Regions from separate parts of the Gasterosteus aculeatus genome. Here region 1 is linked to region 2. Evidence: chromatin contacts called from public Hi-C data. All regions are on one chromosome and are shown on one strand. The core of a region is the stretch at or near the end of the contact, and the rest is flanking DNA. Distances in the headings are between cores, read along the strand shown.

Evidence for each region. Hi-C and Micro-C count contacts between places; a contact is called where the count stands out from the background.
Region 1: a contact with region 2 is called in a Hi-C map of tail fin, with 2.1 times the contacts expected there. The contact joins the promoter of aff2 here to the promoter of ids in region 2. A contact is called at or near these places in 4 of 6 Hi-C or Micro-C datasets (skeletal muscle, tail fin and whole body).

What each region holds. Positions count from the first base shown.
Region 1 is chr4:16,961,418-16,968,689 of fGasAcu3.hap1.1, forward strand. aff2 (AF4/FMR2 family, member 2) reads right to left here and starts at 5,925. Exons shown (of 26, transcript XM_040174066.2): 1 at 5,662-5,925. The coding sequence starts at 5,714.
Region 2 is chr4:16,827,482-16,834,020 of fGasAcu3.hap1.1, forward strand. ids (iduronate 2-sulfatase) reads left to right here and starts at 3,788. Exons shown (of 13, transcript XM_040172899.2): 1 at 3,788-4,026; 2 at 4,648-4,784; 3 at 4,866-5,043; 4 at 5,253-5,341; 5 at 5,855-6,055. The coding sequence starts at 3,951. It overlaps dcps (decapping enzyme, scavenger), which reads right to left and starts at 3,704. Exons shown (of 7, transcript XM_040172901.2): 1 at 3,567-3,704; 2 at 2,734-3,030; 3 at 2,273-2,423; 4 at 2,032-2,177; 5 at 1,828-1,941; 6 at 1,487-1,597; 7 at 785-1,279. The coding sequence starts at 2,940. The coding sequence ends at 1,013.

The DNA of each region.
Region 1 (7,272 bases), core at 4,675-7,174, 140 kb after region 2:
ACTAAAAGAACTTTGGTTCATTATTGCAGGTCAGACAGAACCAGATGTCAATGAGAGCTAAACTTTCAGACATGTTTTACTCATAGATGTACTTGATTGTTGATTAATCTTCCTTTTTTTTCTTCAATAAAAACTGGTATATTCAACTTCTCCAAATTACTTGTGCATTGTCTGTTTTAATGTAAAATGTGTTCCTTTGTTCAATGTTGGGACTGTGTTCTCTTGTAACCTTTATGAGCCTTATTTTTTTACATCCATTTTCATCAGCTTATAAATAACGTTTGAGCTCAGTTTTTTAAAAAGCGCAACAAGCTAAAGTGAAGCAGCTTCAGGACCCCGGACAGCGACTGCTTCCTGCCTGCTGATCCCACCAGTTTCCCGCGTGCCTCTCCACTATGGTTCACACCTGCTGACTCAGCTCCCATCGCACAGCCCTGAGGAATAATCGTCGCCACCAGTGCGGCATTAAAAAGGATTTCCTTTCTGACACAAAGTACCCCTCGAGGTGTTATCTGCCGCTGCTCTCTGAGCATTCCGGTGTGAAGCCTCGGCAGTTTCACTGACGAGACACAGCTTCCTCTCACGGCCTCCGGGGCTGCTGACGATGCCTGGCGTGAAGTGTCCTAGAGTGGAGCCCGCTTGGCGAGCCGAGGGCCCCTATCGCATGGCGTGATGGATGACGAGCTCACGCGTGCCACCGAGCTGATTAAGAGCTCGGGGGGATCGACGGGCACGTGGAACTTTGGGCCATGAGACCGAACGTTGACTGTGAATTGAGCCTTGTCACCGCTGCCCCTCGTGGGCCTGGTGTTCTCCACTAGGGAGCTCACCACACATGTCTTTACAATGTAAAGGGTGTCAAACTCATTTCAGGCCAGATTCTGCCCACCTCGACCGAACGCGGGCCAGACCATTAAAATCATATGGAGGGGCGGCGCTGACGATACGACCGGTGAACGGTACGGCCGGCGAGGGGGTGGCGCTGACGGTACGCCAAAGTCGTCCACACTCTGGCGGCGGGCCGGATGTGGCCCGCGGGCCGCGAGTTTGAGGAGAATGCTTTACATGGTCTGGAAACTGCAAAAGGGAGTCCCATTTTAAAGCAGCCTAAAAAAGGGAAAATTGAATAATCAAATGGGATGTTTATGATGGAATTTCTTCCCACAGTTTCTTGAACTTTGAAGCTGCAAAACAGCACAGCTGGAATCCTCTAATCCTATGCTGACAAAATGTGTAATCAATTCTCTTATAAACTACTTAAATGGTGAACCTATCACCATCAGTGTCAATTAACAGTCAAAGAAGTCTCCCCCAGATTTCACTGCCATAATTAGCCGGCTACATGATGCGCAATTACAGCGGGGGGGGCACGTTCAACGCGGGTCCTGTCACGATCACACCAAGCTTTCAGATCTGCGGGCGACAGGAAGAAGCAAGGAGCGAGATGGGAGAGAAAGCGCAACAAAGAGGAGCTGAGATGAAAGGGTATTTCTTCAGGAGGAGGAGACCCACGGTGCTGGAATCGTTCCGATTTAACAAAGACGTGGGGTGCTTCCAGATTGTTTTCTCTCTCGCTCTGTTTTTTTCTTTTTTATTCCCCATAAAAAAGGAAAATCGGGAGCCGCACATCAATGGCGAGTGGCAGACTTTTAACTCCCAATCTGACTGATTTTCACGGCTCCCATTGAAGGTGTGCGGCGGCCTTCAAGCAGATCTCAGATCCGAAGGAAAAAATAGGTCCATTTGAAAATGACTCTCCCTCGCGCTCCGTTGTGGTTTTCCACCCACCGTTGAGGTGTTCTCCTGCTGTGATCTTGGACATGAGTCCATTTTAACGCTTATTAGACGTCACAGCTGCTGGTAAAGAATACACTGCTGAGGAGAAGTCGCCATCATGAGTAGCGTGGGAGCCGTTCATAAACAAATCCATCTTTTCTTTTGGAAGGAAAAGTAGACTTTAATGTCGTATTTACTTATTTTTGCCTTGTTATAAGGGCTCAGCACGCATGAAACGGACCGATTGGTAACGAGTCGACCGCGTTTAAAGGCCCCTCCACCGTCACATCCTCTCCTGGCTAAGCTCTTCTTCTCCATGCCATTCAAGTCTTTGTCGTCTCGACGTGGCGGGGTCACATGTTAACGGTGCACGGTTGTCTTTCTTGAAGCTCTAAAGCAGTAGATCAGCAGTAGAACGATCGCAATCGCTCGGCGACACTAGAACAACTTCAGACACGATTCAAGTCATGTCAAAGCCGGAAACAATCACCGGTCGAGTAAACACCAAGCTTTCCTCTGATACAGAGGAGGTTCCTGCCAAGTCCCAGAAAGCATTTACTTTGCCAGGTGGAGTGGACGTAGAGATGGTCGATATGCAAAATGGCATAGTGCTGAAAGCCAGGTCAAGAAACAGGGACTTTTGGGGGCCAGTCAGCAAAGAGAAGTTTCCTCCCAGCACATCCACTAAGAGTGAGTGCCTACTTTGGGTCAAATTACCTCTGTGAAATGAGACGTTTACAGATAGAAATCACAAAATCAAAAGAGCCGGCTTACTGACTGACAGCTCACAGACTGCCTCAAACTGGCTGTCTGTGCTTATGAACCGACGGTGCACAGAACAGACGGTGTTCATCACATGACTTCTGATGGCATGGTGATGGGACACAGTTCTGCATTTTGCACTGACTGAGTTGTGTGTGTGTGTGTGTGTGTGTTGTAACTTAATAAATAAAAGAGTATTTGTAGTCCATCCAGCCTGCTCATTGCAAATGTGTTTTTATTATTATCAACAAATAATTCATTTTTTATGTTGCACTGAAGTTAGGTCATTTAGTGTGTTCTTGGTTAGATCAATTTGAAAGCTGGACCAAAGTGTTTGATCTCATTCTATTACAATCAGGCCAAATAAAAAGTTTTCCAAGTACAGACTGGACAGGCTCTTTCTCATCAATAGAGCTTGCCTGTCAGCAAGGCAGAGGTCGGGAACTTGGGCTCAAAAAGGTTGGTGACCACTGCTCTAAAGGTTTGGCGCTGCTTTGCACACGTGAAACATGACAGGGAATATGTTTTTTTTTTTTTACCTTGCTCAAGTTCCTTAGTTACTTCAGAGGTGTGAAACTTTTTCTTTCTTTTACAAATACGTGATTGCACATAATGAAAATGGTCTACGTGGTCCATGATAGTGTCCATAACCGGAACTCCTGGATATTAAATGTTCATCTGGTTCATTTTGGGTTTCCTGTACTTAGTGTTTCTGGTGAAGAAGCATAAATACGTAATTGTCTGATTACGATACTGCGATATCACATAACATAAAGGTACAAAAATCCACAGAGTGCAGCGCTGCTTAGCAGAGAGTTCCTTCGGGAACCAGAGGCATCCTAACTCTTTTTGTACTCTTGAGTAAGAGGTTCTGCATGCTGGGCATAATGATTTTTTTTTCTACTGTTAATCATCTGAGCCCTTCAGATTTAACTTGTGGCCCTTTGAAGAGTTCCTGCCCTAATAAACACACAGTTATAATGGCAGGTGATGATCTAAACAGGCTTCACTCGTCCACCAATCAGCAGCTCTGCCTGTTGTTCTCTTCTTTTTTTTCTTTTAATTGCCACATGCCTCCATTTTTTCCTTCTTCTTGTTGCTGCTGTGAGAGCCTCCTGATTCCTGATCGTGAGCAGCGTGATGGAGTGCCGCTGGCAGCGGGTTACATGTGTTGGCCCCCCCTCACCCCACAAGCTTGCCGTTGAGCCCAGAGCGTCTCCACTTCAGCAGTGGGGGGTTAAGTACCGTGCACAGTGGGGGGAGGGGGGAGGGTTCCCGTGTGTGGCTGCTGAGGGACAGCAGTGTGTGTCACATCTCTCCCCTGCTGAGTACGGCAGTTCGAAGCAGCAGCTTCGCGGTTGCCAAGTTGTCGCCCCCCCCACTACAGCACCCGGTGGAGGTGGAGACGGCCCTCCTCACTCGCCTTACTAGTTGTAAAACAGCCTCCTCCCAACACAGGATTCATCCAACACAGCGTGTTTTTTCACATCAAGGGTTTCCCGATAGATGTGGATGTCACGTCACCTCAAACAACCAGAACATCTTAAGCACAATATTAATCCGGCTTGTAGAAATTTGAATGAAACATTGTTTTTTACCCACGCTGACATTTTTTTTTGTTTTATATTCATCCAGAAAAGACTCTCCCAGGAATCCACTAATTTCAGGGTTGGCTGTAACTGGGCAAAAAAGTAAATAGTAAATGGCTTTGGATAAAAGCTCCCTGTATAACTGCAGTCTGAACTGGGAGCTGGCCAGTACAGCCAGGGCCTGAGCTGACTAGCTGGCCTGCATGTCCCATAGTGTCTGATTTCTCTACCAGTCCATTTTGCAAGGAATTTCAAAAGAAGAGAATAATCTCATTCGGCCTCTCAGTCATCTTGTAGGTTGTAAAAGCCTCAAATGACACCCGACCCGTGTGAGTCTTTGTTCCTGTGTCCTCTGCTGCATGCGCGACACCTTAACCGAGGGTTCTAAATACAAGTTGCACGTCAGGGACCTGGGATGCAGCTTTACAGATCATAGACCATTTTGATTGCTCTTATTTTTCTCCTTCTTATTATTTGTTGTACTTTCTAAACATATCATGTTACATGTTTTAAAAAATAAAAATCAAACTACCAGTGCTCTCTGGTGGACAAAGTAAATAAAGGCGAAAGTGTTTCAAAATGACACTGAGCCACGCCACTTCTGATCCGACCAGCTTGAAAACAACGCTCAAGGGATTTCTGTTCAATTATCTAAATGGATATTTTGGTAAGAAGCGTCCAGGGTGATGGTTTTTCCGGTACATCTGAAACCCAAAGATATCATTTCAACTCATCAGAGAGACTGGAAGCAAGGTTTCCTATAACAGAAAGGCCAATTGATAAGCTAAGTTGCAGATTTTTTTTGGCAATCCACCAATCAATCCACCAACGGCTGGTTTGAGCTCGTGGAGAAGTCGCTCTGATCACCACCAGCCTGCAGCTCATCTCACACTCACATGGGAACCACAACTACGCTGGAGAGAACTTGACAATATGCACAAACTAATCTCAATCCCAAACACATCTCAATCGCAATCCGGACACACCAGCATCAGCACCACCTGTGCTGCAGGTGGAGGCCACGCTGACCTGACCTCGTTCTCTGCACCACTGGATGGACTCAACTCAGACCCGCTGCGCGCTGACCTGCGCGTCACCCAACGTGTCGTGGCGGGTCAGCGTGACCGCGCCGTGTCACCGCTCAGTCACGCCGAGCCGGCGCGGGCTCACATCGACAACTAACAGACCCCCCCCCCCCCCCCCCAGAAGCCCCTCTGCGGCGGTCAATGAGGAAAACGAGCCGTGCGCCCATGGGTGCGCGCGCGCGCGCGCGTGTGCGCGTTGGAGCAGGCTGCGCGCGAGCCTCCCGGTTCGTCTCGAGCCACAGCGGCAGCTTCACTGTGACAAAGAAAGACGGTTTGCACGAGTCTCTCCGGGACTCACTTTGGCTTCCTTCACATCTCCAACTGGAAGAAAACCGCTCGCTCCTCTTTGAAAAACGCCCAAAGCGTCCCCATTAAACGCGAACATTAATATTAATAATAATATTAATAACAACAATAATAATAATAACAGCAGGGTGCGCAGGACTTACCATGGCTGCTCCAGCTCCCAGTCTCTGAAAAAGTCAAATTCGAAGAGATCCATTGTCGCTTCGGCTGGTGGTTAAAATCCAAAGCTAGTGCTACGTGGTTCTACATCGGCTACTGGTGCTGACTGACTGACTATGTGTGTGTGTGTGTCTGTGTGTGTGTGTGTGTGTGTGTGTGTGTGAGTCAGAGAGGAGGGAGAGAGTAGACACAAGCGGCTGCCGCTGCCAGGAAGCTGCTACGTGGTCGAGGCGAGCTGACAGTCAGGCAGGCAGAGGTGGAGGGAGGGAGGAAGGGAGAAAGAGGGAGAGCGGGGAGAAGGAGGGAGGGAGAGGGCTGAAGTCACACTGACATATATTCAGTGCAAACGTGTTTCCTTCATAACAAGTAAGAGTTATTTTTACCCCATGGAGCTTACGCACAAATAACCCTTGACGCTCTTTGCCCCATAAAGTGACGCTTTGTGTGTCACTTCAGTGAAAAGGGGCTTAAATGTGCCAGATAACGTGGAATCAGAGGCGTCTTCGGCCTGCAGGAAGCAGCACGGGAGGTCGGTGAAATGACCTGCACGCTTCTCACATGTCACTGATCACCGCTGATCATGAATTATAGGATGCAACGGACTCAGAAACGGGGGAATATCCCTATTCGTCAAAGGGGATTCTTTTCTTCTCAGTGAGCGACGGGGATGCTCTGTTCCACCACAAGGGGGAGAAGGGCCCCCCCAGGCCGGAGCCAGACCCCTCCACCCCTGTATCATTTAAACCAGTAGCTGGGCATTTTAATATACCTACCTTTAGTCACAAACGTTCAGAAGGTAAATGAATCTACGAGTCGATGTATGTTACGTACATGATGTTAAGCAAATTCAGTACAAAATAGGAGAATTTCCTTCTGTGGGCTCCTCATAGAAACCACGACTCTCTCTTTGCATGTGCTTAAACCGTACACATGGGATTGAGTAAATCAACCATATCGCGCACGCTGACAACAAAAAGAATCAGGACTCTTCGTATATATTATCTATGACCCCTTGCTTCTCTATTTTCGCCCGCCAGCTCCCCTAGTTGGGCCGCGGCGTGTTAATAACGAGTTTAGCGGCCCGCCGCCCTCGCTCTCCGTCACGCTCCCTCGTGGCGACACATTGCCCGGCGGCACGTTTTTCTTTTTTTTCCCTTCCGTCGCCGCTCGCGCCTCGCCGCGAATAATGACCGACCAGATGGTTGAAAACTTCTCGCTGAGCACGTGCCGTCGCCGGGACCGCGGCGCCTCTGTGACATCACCCCTCGCCGCCTCCTACGCAGAAGGCCGCGTGTTTTCAGTCATGAGGCCAGAACACGAGAAGTCCAAATGTATCGGAAGTAATATTTTGAAGATACACTGTGTGTGTGTGTGTGTGTGTGTGTGTGTGTGTGTGTGTGTGTGTGTGTGTGTGTGTGTGTATTTCGGTAGACTGGGGCAACATGCCAGCACTGTTCTGCATCACACAAATACAAGCAGCAGCCCCAGATGAAGATGCCAGAGTTAACCATAGAGCATGATGGGAATAAAAACAGCACTGCCCGCCACAAGCCAAACAGTCTGAAAAGGCGGTTTTGTGACCTTGATCAATTCCA
Region 2 (6,539 bases), core at 2,538-5,037:
TTTCTAGTGGGACATTCTAAATGAACTCGAGCATAAAATAGTTAGAGCTGGCTGGGCTTCAACAGACCACCAATGCGTCCTTAACGAGGGGGTCCGATCGGATATATTGAGTCTCTTATTTCATTACAGGGTCGGATCCTGTTGATCAGTTTACATTGTTACGGGGAACCTTGAATACAACATCACAACGCAGCGCATCGGGCCAAATGACCTCGGATAAGATAAGAAAATGATGTCTTCTGCAAGAATCGTCCGTGATAAGAAACAATTGAATCATACATCAACTGTGAGCATCTCATTGACCGCAGAGTCAAAGAACCAGACCTAAAGACAAAAAGCAGCTGGCGTTCTTCACCTGAGCAGCATGGAGATGCACGCAGAAGAGCCAAACGTGGTACTGCGGCTCCGAATGTTTGCAACCAGACTCACGTTTAATATAGTCAGGTGGAAAAGTGACACAAACAAAAAGGAAAAGCCCCATTTTATTACTTAGCAAGTTTGTTTTCGTGTCAAGTTTCAGTGAAAAAGCTTGAATGTTTTGAGATTGCTGCTGCCATCTAGTGTTGTGGCCTAGGTAGTGACACTACCTTCACAACGTTTGTCGGTTTGATTTGCCTCTGTGCTGTACAAGAAGCACCTCACACGACCTCATCCAACGCTTTGCTCCACCACCACGACACGTCATGAAAAACAAGTGTCTGCCTTAGAAATCCAGGCCATTGTAATTGTTTCACCCCCCCTTTTCAAATATTACAATGAAAGTGACAACTTTAACAGGCGGGTATTGAAAGAAAGGACTCTTTAATTCAGTCAGCAACATGTAGAAAAACATTTAAAACAGAGGCAGACAGACACATTATTTAGCCAATGGTTTGACTCATATCAGCAAAAACATGAAGATTATTGCAAAAATAGTGATCGTTCATTCTGTTATGTAGCCTGTGTGTATCCCGTGTTAAAGCATCCTCCATGGACCGCAGTTTGCATGGGGATGGACTTGAGGCTGTAAAAGTCACAGCCTGCCCGCCTCCCTAAACCGGCCCAGCAGCCCGTCGTCTGCCCTCAGGGGGAAGTACAGCGTCCGGCTCTTGTAGAACCGGGAGTCGGACTGGAGGTTCTGGATGACGTCGGCCAGGAGGTGGGCTCGCTCCACGCCGCAGCCCGGCGCCTCGTAGCCCAGCTTAGTGAAGTGCACGTGCAGGTGGTAGTAGGACGGCTGGTAGTGCAGGTAGACTCTCAGCTTACTGGCTGGAAGCTTGTAGCGCTGCAGGATGGCCTCCTAAGTCACAACCACAGGGACTTTGTCATTGTTTGACAAAATTGACACGGACACTGGCCTTTCCCTCTAATCATGAAGAGCCATGTCCTGTCCTGGCTCTCAAGGAGAAAGTGTAATGGGTTGAAGAATGTGACTGAAACATAAGGGGACATTAAAAAGGCAGCGGGTGGAAGAAGAAGACGGGTTTCTGCTCTCCCCCCCCCTCACCTTTCCTCTCTGAAAGATGTTCTGCAGCAGCGGTAGATGCTCCGCCGTCAGGTCTCGGAGGCTCCTGATGTCTCTCTGGCGTGCTATGGCGATCAGGTATAAATCATCAACCTGATGGCAGACGACACATTCCGTCAAACCGCGTCATCCGAGATCCTTTAAGTTGGGATATTTGTGCCCGTCTGATGCGCGGCTGCTCAACATCACAGATGATCATTTATCAGGAGAGGAGATATGGCTGCAGTCCTGATGGTTTGAATGTCTAACATCTCAAGGCTGACATGCATTCCACGGTAAGTCTCCCGTGGTACATACTGTGATAAGTAATAATGTTGGCTCACCTGTTTCTGGTCCCATTTAAAATCTGGGAGGAGGACAAACCCAACTTCAGGTTCTGGATCTTCATAGACAATCTTCTCAGCTTCTGCCTTTTTCTCCAGGATGTTGTGGACCCACTGGAAGGGTCGGAGAGGAGGAGGGTCAATGCACAGTCACAGGAAGGCTTTACGGTGCCAATGCAGAGGAGGAGACATCAGGGCGCCGACCTGCACGCTGAAGCTCTGCTTTTGAATGTAGGGCAGAGTGATGGACTGATAGTCCTCTCCCGTCTCCTCCACCAGGAAACTCTCCTGTCGCTGGTATTTCTTTACATGCTTCTCTGTGGCCGGACACACGACTGTGGCCTTGATCTCTGCGAAACAGAAACACACACACACACACACACACACACTATGGGACTTTGGTCTCAATGCTCCCTTGAGTCAGTTTACCTCATTCTGACCGTACCGTTGAGTTGCGGAGGAGCCTGCAACCGATATGTGCTGTAGATGTCGTTCCTCATCTCCAGCGAGAGCTTGGAGCCCATGAAGAGCTCATCCAGGCTGTCCTCTCTGATGGGCGTCTTCTCCAGGATGACCACGGCCTCCCGATCGGCCAGCTGGTGAAGACATCAATTCTGTGTCAATTCTGACACATCCCCCTTAAATAAATGCAAAACACCCGCTCGGAGCCTTCTCAGTAGTCTCTATAAGATACATTTTCACAATAAAGCACAGACTGTTATTTTGAAATATCAAACCGGAAGTTAATGTCCCATCTTTTCTTCGCGAAACTACTCAAGACCTTTGAATTAATACAACAATGAAAACATGTTGCTCTTAAGTCACACGTTGCTCTCCACACTTTAACCAAAGCAAGTGTGAGTTAGCTAAAATGCTTCTTACAGCTAACAACAACATTACCGTTACCTTTCCGTGGATAAAGATGTTTTTCTCCCGGGCAGAATCGCTCAAAACGGAGGACGTTTTAAACTCTGACAGAATATTTTCGGATTCAGGATCATTTCCAACTCCTCCGCCACCATTCTCATTGTCAGCTTTCGCTCTCTTGACTTTCTGAGGCGATTCCTCGGTTCCGACGCCGTGGATTTCACGTTTAGCTGCGGTGTCAGCCATGTTTTGTGTTGCTGCCTTTGTGGCCAAAGATCGTGTATGTATGAGACGATAACGTGCTCATCAGAAACAGCCCAAATCCAGCCAGCAAACCTACAGCGAGGACAGGAAAAAAAATAAAATGAATAAATGCACGAACATATATACAAATAAATTCACTGATACCTAAATATATGATTAATATAAATGTAAAAATATAAAGAAATATGAATACATAAATTAATAAATGCTGAACCAAATAAAGAAATATTTAAACGATGATATATATGATGGAGAGAATAAAGAATACATGCTGGAATAAATATGGAAATATTTTTTTATGTATTACTTTTCGTTATGCATATACAGTTACTACACCCCCATTTACACCATTCATATTAAGCCTACTTTTAATTATTTTATTTTATATAATAGATAATGTCTGAGGACCTCGTTTCCACTTTTATAATTTCCTTAAAATGTAAATTTAACCAGCATTGTTGCAGGGAGTGGAGGAGAGATCGAGGATTTTCAAAGCCTGTCAAAACTGTTTCTACGTAGATGTTACGTAATGCCTGAGAAGATAATTACCTTGACCGTAATAACCAAGAACCTTTTAACAGTGACTTCCCATTCAAATCTAGACTTACATTCATAAACGTTCCGTGGTTGTTAGGGATCTTGTTACAATCGCAAGTCCAATTGCTGCAGAGTGAGACCTTACTTCATCTAACATCGCTTAGCCACAGCCAGCGCGACATTTGCCTGGCATTAAAAATGATTGACACATGATTGAACCAATATGATTAGCGTTTTAGGGCGGGGCGATAAACAAACAGACGAATGAAAACATTTCCCTCAAGTGTGACGCGATAATCAGGAAGTTATTTAAAGACGACACCTACCAGCTGATGTGCTTGTCTGCCAGGCTGCGGGAGGAGGACGAGGCAGAAGTGGGGATGCAAGCTTAACGTTTCAGAAGTAAACTTAATCCAAAGTTTATTGTGTCGTTAAGTCTCATCTTCCAAATCACAATGTACAGCTGTTTCGGCATCTGGCTTCTCCTTCTGGTGCTTCACACCCGGACTCTTGCGGTTGTTGCATGGAGAGGTAACGACCACTGGACTGTTTCTAGTATAATTCATCGGTCGGATACATAAAAACACCTGTGATAGTATCACGCAGGCTTTACAGCACATGGTGGTTCTCTCATCTCTGCGCTTTGTGGATTTATTTGAGTGGTGTTCTGCTGTCCGTAAATCAGCGTAACTAGTTTGCGTTAGCGCTTAATGAGTGTTTATTACGTTTGAATAGAAGCTGTCTCCACAGCAAGCTCACGTTAATGAATTCAATTTACTCCCTGAATGGGGCTTTGTCCCGTAGAGCTGATTGAGTTTCTGTTGAGCTTTAATCCGCATCAGAAGCCCTTTGAATACTCTTTAAATAATACAGCATCCTAGTGTTTCTCCACTTGCTATTGGTATTAGTTTTAATATTGGAGCTTTAGTATTTGGATAATTTCACAATACATTACATGTCATCTAGCTGATGCTTTTATCCAAAGCGACGTACAATAAGTGCATTCAACCATAAGGATACAAACTCCGAAGAACAAGAAAGTGCAATTTCATTAAATAAGCTGATTTTACAACTTGCTATATATAGGAGCCATTACAATAAACACACAATTTAAGTGCTACAATTTGTAATAAATGAACCGTTTCCTTTCAGAGAGGCGAAATGTCCTTTTCATCATGGCCGATGATTTGCGGACGTCATTGGGCTGCTACGGAGACGCTGTGGCCAAAACCCCAAACATCGACCAACTGGCATCCAGAAGCCAGGTTTTCCTTAATGCATTCGCGCAGGTCAGTGCGCGTCATACGTGTTCATTGTATGATGATGAACAACCCGACGGGGGGAACTAAAGGTGTCCTTGCATCTCTCAGCAAGCCGTGTGCGCTCCCAGTCGCACGTCCATGTTGACCAGTCGCAGACCGGACACCATCAGGCTCTACGACTTCAACTCCTACTGGAGGACCCATTCTGGGAACTACACCACGCTGCCACAGTACTTCAAATCCAGAGGGTACCACACCATGTCTGTGGGCAAGGTATTCCATCCAGGTGAGATTGATGGTATTTTTGGTAGAGATTTGATCGGAAGCAGCGGCATATTCGGGAAGGATACAGAAATCCTCAAACTACAGTAAGAATCACAGCTTCACTGCGAGAGGAAGTCATTCTGCATCACTTTGTTAACTAATATTTATATTTGATACCTCTCCAAATCTGCAGACGAAACTGTTGTGTTTTGTACTTTTTTCATTTTTCAGGTATTGCCTCAAACCACTCTGACGACTTCCCCTACAGCTGGTCCGCCCCCGCCTACCACCCACCCTCATTTAGATACGAGAAAGAAAAGGTTCGTAATGGAAAAGTACAACGATTTCGTGACTATACGGGAAAATCCAGTTTGTAGTGGTCACCCTTTGTCAGGCAGCCCCTTTGGGGCCTCATCCATTACTTTCTTATTGTGAATCTAATGGTGCAAAACGTTGCTTAAGTGCTTTGGACATTCTGAATGTTGCATCTTGCTCCTGTAATCAAGTTACAAATGACCTTCACTCCTTTTCACTGTTGACCTTTCAGAAGCCAGAGTCCAATTTTAAATCTCTTGCTTCATAAAAGGCAGGTTTAATTCCTCCCATATCATAAATAGAAATGAATGGAGTATAAATAAACAGTCTTTAATTAGTTTGAACCCTGTAACACGTTGCTTAACAACTTAATAACTAGAAAACTATTCTAAGCCATAATTTCTTTGGACTGTTGGAAACCTCCCAGGCAAAGGGAGGAAAAGCAATCGAACCACAGAAACTCATCGTAGCATGAACTGAGCATAAATGACACGCAATACAACCCTTTTCCCCCCCAGATGTGTAAAGGAGAGGATGGAAAGCTCCACGCCAACCTGCTGTGTGCGGTGAATGTGGCGGAGCAGCCCGGGGGAACCCTCCCCGACATGGAGAGCACGGACGAGGCCGTGAGGTTACTGAAGAGTCGGGCTGACGACGACACTCCTTTCTTCTTGGCTGTGGGCTTCCACAAACCGCACATTCCCTTCAGGATACCTCAGGTACACAACCTTTCTTTGGTAAAAACCCGATCGTACATGTATCGTACGTTTTCCCATTAAACAGCAAGAGGATGATAAAGAAAGACTCTTAATAAGCAAACATCTGTTCGTGCAAATAGAGTGAACGCATCCGACATGAACCAAGGAGAGAATGCAGCATCGAATGCACTGCAGCATGCACAGGTACTAGGAAGCCACACCTGTAAGCCCTTCTGTGCACTGCTTGGGAAGTGGACAGCGCAGTCACAACTATTCACCTCTGCACACTTGTGCTGTGAGAAGCAGGAAGATGGAAGTTGACAGCTTGAGTCAGAGTTGATGTAACAGGCTCCGGGGGCGGTGACCTTCTCAGCTCGTTTCATAGTGACGACCTCATCTACCCAAACGACTACAGATGTTAGAACTACGGGCGTATAACTTGAATATCCTTGCGTTTAGGAAAAGGGAGGAGTATTTTGGTGTGTATGTCGTACTATGATGTTAG